Linked DNA regions of Gossypium arboreum: region 1 is linked to region 2. Evidence: chromatin contacts called from public Hi-C data. All regions are on one chromosome and are shown on one strand. The core of a region is the stretch at or near the end of the contact, and the rest is flanking DNA. Distances in the headings are between cores, read along the strand shown.

Evidence for each region. Hi-C and Micro-C count contacts between places; a contact is called where the count stands out from the background.
Region 1: a contact with region 2 is called in a Hi-C map of leaf, with 2.7 times the contacts expected there. The contact joins the promoter of LOC108471000 here to the promoter of LOC108470503 in region 2. A contact is called at or near these places in 2 of 5 Hi-C or Micro-C datasets (both in leaf).

The regions. Positions count from the first base shown.
Region 1 is chr11:91,991,919-91,996,285 of ASM2569848v2, reverse strand. LOC108471000 reads right to left here and starts at 2,491. Exons shown (of 7, transcript XM_053020900.1): 1 at 2,190-2,491; 2 at 2,022-2,095; 3 at 1,862-1,943; 4 at 1,561-1,611; 5 at 690-843; 6 at 384-605. The coding sequence starts at 2,299.
Region 2 is chr11:91,784,592-91,789,258 of ASM2569848v2, reverse strand. It overlaps LOC108470503, which reads left to right and starts at 2,142. Exons shown (of 7, transcript XM_017771843.2): 1 at 2,142-3,527; 2 at 3,774-4,082; 3 at 4,247-4,530. The coding sequence starts at 2,711.

The sequences.
Region 1 (4,367 bases), core at 1,242-3,741, 210 kb before region 2:
ATTGAGGTTCCATCTTCAGACCAACCCCGTCCCAACATATTAGTGCTGCTGGTAATTAGAACTCAACCCAAATAAGATCATAGTCTCCTATGCTTCCTTTATATCATATATGAATCAGGTTGTACTAAGTAAGCTATGAACATCACATTTATTTTCAACTGGAGAAAACAAACCAAGAATCCATAAGCTTATAAATGAAACATGATATGTACCAGAGGTGAAGGGCACTGTCCTATATTAATTTTGTTTTAGGCTATTTCCTATGTAATTATATTTCTTGAGTTTCTACGAGAAAAAGTGCCGAAAGTAAGGTACTAGATAAAGATGTAAGCAGTCTACAGCCATATAGAAAAGATACCCATCAGTTGAACTAGAAATTATACATTATGTATGTTTGCCGGATGATTAAGCATGTCTTTTGGCAATGAATAAGCGTCTCTAGACGTATCAGAGGAAGTGCTAACATTTGAAGCAGCAGTTCTCCCATGAGCAAAAATTTCTTGTGGAAGGGAAGGATCTTCGTCGACCAAAAATAGAGAGCTTAACTCTAAATGTGGCAATGCATCCGGAGCATCCGACTCCAAGAGGATCCTTTCTAAAGGTATCTGCAGGAATTTCAGAGGTGAAACAATTGTATACTTTGTTACATGATGATCAGATCAATGGAACAATAAACTCGATGAACTAACCGTCTTCAACATTTTCTTGGCCTTCTGCACTTTCATGGGCATGATGTACCCGGATAATGAAAAGTAAGCACCGGATTTGACAAATTCAGGAACCATCTCCGCAGAGCCTAAGTAAGAATGGAGGAGGAGACCATCTGGGAAAGATCCAATGTCCCTGAGGATATTAATACATTGCAGTAAGGAAACACATACATTAACCAAAGCATCTTACATGTACATCAGTAAACAAGCAGCTAAGATACATGCCTGGTAATGAGCAATTCTATCAAAGACACTAATAGTGATAAGATACATTGCAGTAAGGAAACGCATACATTAACTATAGCATCTTACATGTACATCAGTAAACAAGTAGCTAAGATACATGCCTGATAATGAGCATTTCTAGCAAAGACACTAATAGTGATAAGTGCCAGAGATTTCGAAGGCTTTCTTGCCTTCATAATGTTATTTGTTATCTACTAAGTGGCTGAAACATTTTCTAAATAGTCCCCAGTAATTTGTTTAAGATAAAATCTCGGTTACAAATAGATGTAGACAAAGTCATACTTCACTATATGAAGGAGATCGCCAAATGCACGAACACAATGGACTGATGCTGGTTTTTTCAACTCTTTTGCAAGCTCTAGCTGTTGCCTAAATACTTCAATCTGGAAGATAGAACTTAAAGATTCAGAAAACTTTACGAAAATGACTAGAATACATGCACTCATACCAAGTAATGGCAACATGTAAACAGGATGCAAGTCTTTTTATTATGCATGGAGCTGCTCTTTTTGGCTTAGAGAAAACAGAAAGTATGCTGCCTTATGAAAAAATAGAATTAATACAAAATAAATGACAATCAAGATAGCACAAAAACGGTGAGGACCTGATCATTAAAATCAATCTCCCTTCCTTTTGAGCCTTTGTCCAAACCAATCTGAAATGTGCAAAAGCATGTTGTTATTTAAGAGGTAGCTATGAACAAATATAAATCCAAGCACAATAGTGTAAGAATCTAGTCCTGAAACCTTCTGTTTTAATATTTTCTTTTTTACCATGAAATTTGGAAAACTGAAGTTAAAACTCTACATCAGACCTATGGACTGCACAAACTAAAATAAAACTAAATACCCTTGGTTAGATATTAAGAAATTAAGCAGAATTAGTGGTAAAAGAAATAAATTTACCTCTCCAACAGCAGCAGAAGGAGTGGTTTCAAAGAATTCCTTGAGAGTCGTAAACCAATTTGGACTTCTCTGAGGAACATACCTGCAACAAATGAAAACAGTAAAAGAGAAGAGCCTAAAAACTATATCTAAGTATTCATTTTAAAAGTAACCATTTTACCAAGGATGAACTCCAAAGCATGGAATAACAGAAGGATACTTGTCTCCCATTTCTTTGACCAAATGCCAGTCTTTCTACAGTTTTCAAGAAAAACCCAAACATAATATCATTATAAAAAAACAAATAAAATAGGAAAATGAATGAGAAATCCAAGGTAAAAGGAGCGACCTCAGAAACACCATTAACAGCAAAATTAAGGAGACCAGAATCCAAAGCAGTGGAAATGAGTTTGGGGGCTTTGTTGAGAATTCTGGGATCTTGAAGGTGGCAATGAGCATCAAACAATTTCATGGGTAGCTCTGTCTTCTTTGTGTTCGATAATACTAGTTAGGTTTACTGTTTTCGGTTCTACAAATTTTGCCGCAAAGATTTTTGGCCTTGGAGTTAGGGAACCTTTTAGAATATCAGTTTGTTCTGTCACTGACACCAACTCCACAAGGGCCACCTCCACGTTGCTTTACTTTCTACGCCCTTTTTCTATTGGCATAATTCCATATAATACCCTCGATATTTAGGGATTTTTAATTTTCTGCCCTTGACTTTTTTTTTTTATGTATTGATATCATCAACATTACGATTTTTTCACAAGTCAACTTGGCTTTAACGGAAAACGTCAGTTAACCGCCAGTCAAGCGCTGGTCAACGAAATAGCTTATGTGACATGCTAATCTGTCAAAAAAAAAAAAGTAAATACGAAATTAAAAAATGAAGAATTTATAAAAAAACCTTAAAATTAAAACCTATCATTAAATCCCTAATCCCTTCTCAAATATTGAAATCCCTAAAACTTTTACAATAAAATTGGTATATGTATTATAATTTTTGTTGTTTTTCAATGCTTCAACAGACACCAACCAATTTATTCTTTCACTGTTTTTCTCCATAAAATGGAATTAAAAAAAAAAAAGAATAGAAAAGTAGTTATTTTGAATTCAAGTAACACAGAATCAATCTCCTTTCCACTTTGAATAAAAAGGCAAAAATGGAGAGTTTCAACGCTAAAGACCCATCAACAATTGGTGGCATATCCATCATTTTCCTTCATTCCTTCATTCCCACCCATTGCTTCCTTTCTCCATTATCAGACAGGCCCAGAAATAGGGAAGACACAGTGTATAAACTTGTTTCACTTTTGCTTACAGTTATTGGTGGTAGCTATATACTGTTGTTTTTATCTGGAAAGGGTGGGAAAATTCATTCTCATAATCAACCTTTGGAGAAAATGGTTGTTGTCAGTTTTGTCCTTGTTCCAACATTGTCTCATTGCGCTACCATTCTTTCTGTGTTTCTAGGTGTTGGAAACTCATCGTCGATGATGGTGTTTGCAATCATAGTGCTTTTATTCAGGTATAGAATGAAAAATGACTCTGAATTTTGATAATTGCTTAAATCAATTTGAATTTGTCAGTAGTTGGCAGATGTTAGCTGTCGAAACCATTTTTTGAAAACAAGAAAAATAAGGGATCGACTTTGAAAACGGAAATGTGGAGTCGCCACCAATCTTTTTGTTTCGGTGTGAGTGGATCACCTTAATAAAATATGTTACTCCATTTAAACTAATTTTGGCCTACGTAAATTTGAGAAAACGGGTTCGGGAATCGGTTACGCATGAGGAAGGATTAGCACCCTCACTACGCCCAAAATTGGTACCAAATTGATTAAATAATGTCCTTATATCTAAGATTTAAAAATGTTTTTGAAATGTGATTCCTTTGAAAACATTTGAATGGTTCAAGTTGGTCGTCAAAATTCTCTTGTTTCAGAGGAATATAACATCACATCTAGCATGATAGGATACGATCCTTTATACCCTCGAAAGCACGATAAATTTCGAGTTCCAAAAGTTTATATGTTGAAAATCACAGAAGGATGCCCAATTATTTAGTCCAACGAGAAAAATCGAAACCCAGCACAGTAGGGCACGATTCCTCGAATTTCTAGACATTGTACATTGTCTTGTTTTAGAATTTAGAAAACATGAGTGAAATTCTAAAGGGACATTTGATTATTTTGGACAAACGGGAAATTGCAACCCAGCATGGTAGGGCACGATTCCCCGAATTGCCAAACATCGAACATTTCCTTCGTTTTAAAGAATTTTTAAAGACATGAGTGAAATTCTAAAGGAATATTCGATTATTTTGAACAAAAAGGAAATTGCAACCCAGCATGATAGGGCACGATTCCCCGAATTGCCAAACATCGAACATCGCCTTTGTTTTAAAGAATTTTTAAATGGATAATTATAAAACTAGCTTAAAACGCATTAATTTGACTTGAAATAGAATAGAATAGTTAGTTTGGATTAATAAGTTTAAAATCTCAACGAGTCAATTGCGAGTAAAA
Region 2 (4,667 bases), core at 893-3,392:
TTATCATCCTAACTCGATTTAAAAAATTTTAAATTAAAATATTGTTACAAGATAACTAATTCCATGTTAGAGCACATAAATTTGAAATCATATATATTTGAAAAAGAATTCAAAGCAAAATAATAATAATAAAGTACTTTAGTATGATACTGATTAAATCATTAATTAACTTATAGGTCCCAAAATTATTATTCTAGAAAATTTTTAATTTTTAACTTTCTTTATGTATTCTTTTAAATTTTTATAATTTTTAAAATATATAAGTTTTGAAATTTTTATAAATATTTTAAATTTTAAAATTATTTCAAAAATTTTAAAATTATTTTGATTTTTCTGTAATTTTTGTTGAGAAGGAGACCAATTTGTTCATTTTCAAATTTGACAGAGAGCAAAAGGGTATTTATATCAATCTATTATTCAAATTATAAAATCTAACTCGATTCGAACTCAAAACTCGAATAATTTGATTCGATTAATTCAAAATTTAAAATTTTTTTCAAAATTTTCGAACCAAATCAAATTTTAGTCATCCCTAACCTGAATAAAGTTTATTAACCTAATTAATAAAATAAAATAAAAAAGGGGACGAGATCCTTGACATGTACCCATTCATAGATACGGAGGGGCTATAAAATTTGTAAAGAATTCAAAGCCCACGTAACTCAGGGTTTTAAAAAATAATTAAAAAGTTCTACTTTTTCAATATTAATAAATAAAAAAGAATCCAAGTTTTTGATGTAGAAAAATGGAATATCTAGGGGTGAGCATTCGATCGAATCGAATCGAATCGAATCAAAAATTTTCGAGTTAATCGAGTTTTCGAATATTATTTTATCATCCTAACTTAATTTGAAATTTTCTCGAATCGAGTCGAGTGAGATGGAATTCGAATCGAATCGAATCGAATATATTTGTTCGAATTAAATTTTATAAAATAATTTTGGGTCCTTGTAACCACTGTCACCCATCGTAATAAAATTTTTCCACCTTAATCAAAATTTTTATTAACTTTCATCACCTCATAATTTATTTATTAATCTTTTATATACGGGTTAGCTTCTTTGTTTACTTAGTTGTTTCAATTATCTTCAAATTCTTGTCACTATGTATTTTGGAATTAAAAATATATTAAATGTAAAAATGTGATTTTTAATAAAAGTTATTTTAAAGATAAAATGTGAAATTGATACTAATATAAAATTTTAACATGAATATTTAATGGCATAATTAATAATTCAATTTTAATATAAATATTCAATAGGACTAAACAATTCAATCATATAAATAATATAAAATGTGAAATTTAATTTAATAATATAAATAATAGATATAAATAAAATTATTACTATTTATTTTAGTGATTTTTTGGATAATTTTGATTTTTTATTTGAGAGTGAAAGGTGAGAAGTAAAAGTTTAGGAGAATATAAAAGTTTTGGGGAATAAAAGTTTGAAGGAAGTAAATAGGGGAGTAAAATTTTGGAGGAAAATATTAAAAAAATTGGGGGTGGATTTGGGGTAGATGGGAGGTGGGATGGGAAGGAAGTAAAAATTTTAGGGGAAAGTGGGAGGAATAAAATTTTAGGGAAAATAAAAAGTTTTGAGGGTTTTGGGAGTAAAATTTTGAAAAAAGTAAATGAGAGAGTAAAATTTTGGTGGGAAATGGATTTTGGGTAGATTGGGGGTTGGGATGGAAGGGAGTAAAAGTTTTGGGGGAAAGTGGGAAGGAGTAAAAGTTTTGAGGAAAAGTAAAAGGTTTTGGAGTTTGGGGTAAAATGTAAAATATTATAGTTTGATATTGAATTATTGAATTATTCGAGTTATTCGAGTTATTCGAATTTGAAAACTCAACTCGATTCGAACTCGAAATTCGAAAAAAAAATTCGAGTTGACTCGAATAACTCGAATAACTCGAATAACTCGATTCGTTTAACTCGAAATTCGAATTTTTTTTCGATTTTTTCGAGTCGAATCGAGTTTTGCTCACCCCTAGGAATATCAGCCGACCCATAAAACGACTCTAGCTGTAACTGATTTGGTAGTTCGTCCTTCCTAAACGAGTGATTAGAATTGGAAGAAGTGATATTTTTGTGAAACCTAAGATTCCCAATTGGCCATTTTGGCATCACCAACTAAAGGATTTTCCATGGCCGAAACAAGCACACGTCTACTCTCGCATGAAACTGTTTTCTCACACCATCTCATTACCACAAACGGCAATGGCAGCGATTCAAAACAAAAATCAATGAAAGAGAAAAAGATAGAACAGCAATACAACACGTTTACCCCACACTCCCTCTCCACATAATCTCTCGTAGCCAATCACAACACTCTCTCTTCCATCTCTTCATTTGATTTTGACACCCCCCCTAAATATCTTTCTTCTGCCCCTCTCTGTATTTTTGCAGTACGTTCATATGAAAGCATAGGTTACGAAAATATAATTAATATTAAAGAAGAAAAAGGTCCAATTTTCTTCTTATTATTCACCTCAAATCCATTCTGAGGCTTAAATTCAAAACCCCATTTTTTCTAACTCGAAAACAAAGCCAAAAACAAAAAACAAATCTCCTGAGCATATATATTTGAAGATTCTATTGAGAATCATTTCTCCGAGACTAAGAGAGAAGAAAAGAAATGGAAACTAGATTTTTTTCATTATGATTTGGGTATTTTTCCTTGGAAAGTAAAACAGATTTCTCACAAGTGAAATGGAGAAAGCTTCATGCTTGTTTTGTGGAAATATTCCTTCAACTACAACAAAAGCTTTGGCTTTGACTGTTCGAAAGAGTAGCTTTTTGAGTTCTTTGCCATTCTCTTCTTCTCCTTCTTCGTTGAAATCTATTTGTTTATTTGTTGGCCGTAGATATTCTTTCCCTTCAACAAAATTTCAGTCCAAGCAGCTTGTTTGCAATGGTGGTGGAGAAAGCAGTGGCAGTCATGGTAGCAGCAAGTTTGCTACTACCACAAAAAAGAAGCCTAGAAGCAAAAGCTATATTGGAAGCAACCCAAAAATTAGCAAAAGTGAGAATAAGTCTACTTCTAAGCCCAACGATAGTGTCACTAGGACAAATATATTAGTGGAAGAATTGGGGTTGTTTAAGAAACAGAAGGAACAGAAGGTTCAAAAGACTAAGGCTTTAAATGTTAGAACTTTGTATCAAAATGGGGATCCTTTGGGCAGACGAGATCTTGGGAAGAGGGTTGTTAAGTGGATTAGTGAAGGTATGAAGGCAATGGCTTCAGACTTTGCGTCAGCAGAGTTGCAAGGGGAGTTTTTGGAGTTGAGACAAAGGATGGGACCTGGATTGACCTTTGTAATCCAGGCACAGCCTTATCTCAATTCCATTCCCATACCTCTTGGACTTGAAGCAATTTGTTTGAAGGCTTGTACACATTACCCGACTTTGTTTGATCATTTCCAGCGGGAATTGAGGAATGTTCTTCAAGAGTTGCAGCAAAACTCTATGGTTCAGGATTGGAAGGAGACTGAGTCTTGGAAGCTGCTTAAGGAGCTTGCTAATTCAGGTTCCTTTTTTTCTTTATTGCTGGAACTATTTTCATGTTCAACTTTATTTCTAGCCTGTAGGTTGATTATAGCACAAAGTACTTCTTTGAACATAGTGCTTGGAATATGCCAACTAATTGATTTAGTAGTTTGAATATAGCACAACTTACTTGTTTTAATATATTGCTTGGAATATTGCTAATTAATTAATTAATTCAGTTGTTTGGTAAGAAAATGAGTTTGACCTGGGAATGATGGATTTGCAGCCCAGCATAGAGCTATTGCCCGTAAGGTTACACCTCCAAAGCCTGTTCAAGGTGTTTTGGGGATGGATTTGGAGAAGGCTAAGACCATGCAAGGCAGGATTGACGAATTTACAAAGCAGATGTCAGAGCTGCTCCGGATAGAGAGGGATGCAGAACTGGAGTTTACTCAGGAGGAGTTGGATGCTGTTCCTACACTTGATGAGGGTTCAGATTCATCAAAGCCTATTGAGTTCTTGGTTAGCCATGGCCAGGCTCAGCAAGAACTTTGTGACACCATTTGCAATTTGAATGCTGTTAGCACATCAACAGGTTACCTAATAATTTATCTTTGTTACAAATGGTTGTTTCTTTTATATGACACTGATAAGCCCTACGTTTGTGCTTCCATTTGGCCCTTTTAATGCCTATTTAGGAGTTTGTCACAAAAATGGTGGTTTAGTTTGCTAATGCCTTTAGAATTGCGTTATGTACAGGATTAGGTGGAATGCATTTGGTGTTATTTAGGGTTGAAGGGAATCATCGATTGCCACCTACGACCCTGTCTCCTGGAGATATGGTTTGTGTGAGAATTTCTGACAGCAGGGGAGCAGGTGCAACTTCTTGCATCCAGGGTTTTGTTGACAACCTTGGTGATGATGGTTGTAGCATCAGTGTTGCCCTGGAGTCTCGTCATGGTGATCCAACTTTCTCTAAGCTCTTTGGAAAGAGTGTGCGTATTGATCGTATTCATGGACTGGCTGATGCACTCACATATGAGGTATTTCATGAGTGCCTTTTCTTTTCTCATTCTTTGCCCTTACATTTCCTAGATGGTGAACATGGTGGTTTTGCAAATTACAATCACTGATATATTTGTTAACTCTTAGTTGTATTGCCAAATTCCTCTTGACAAAG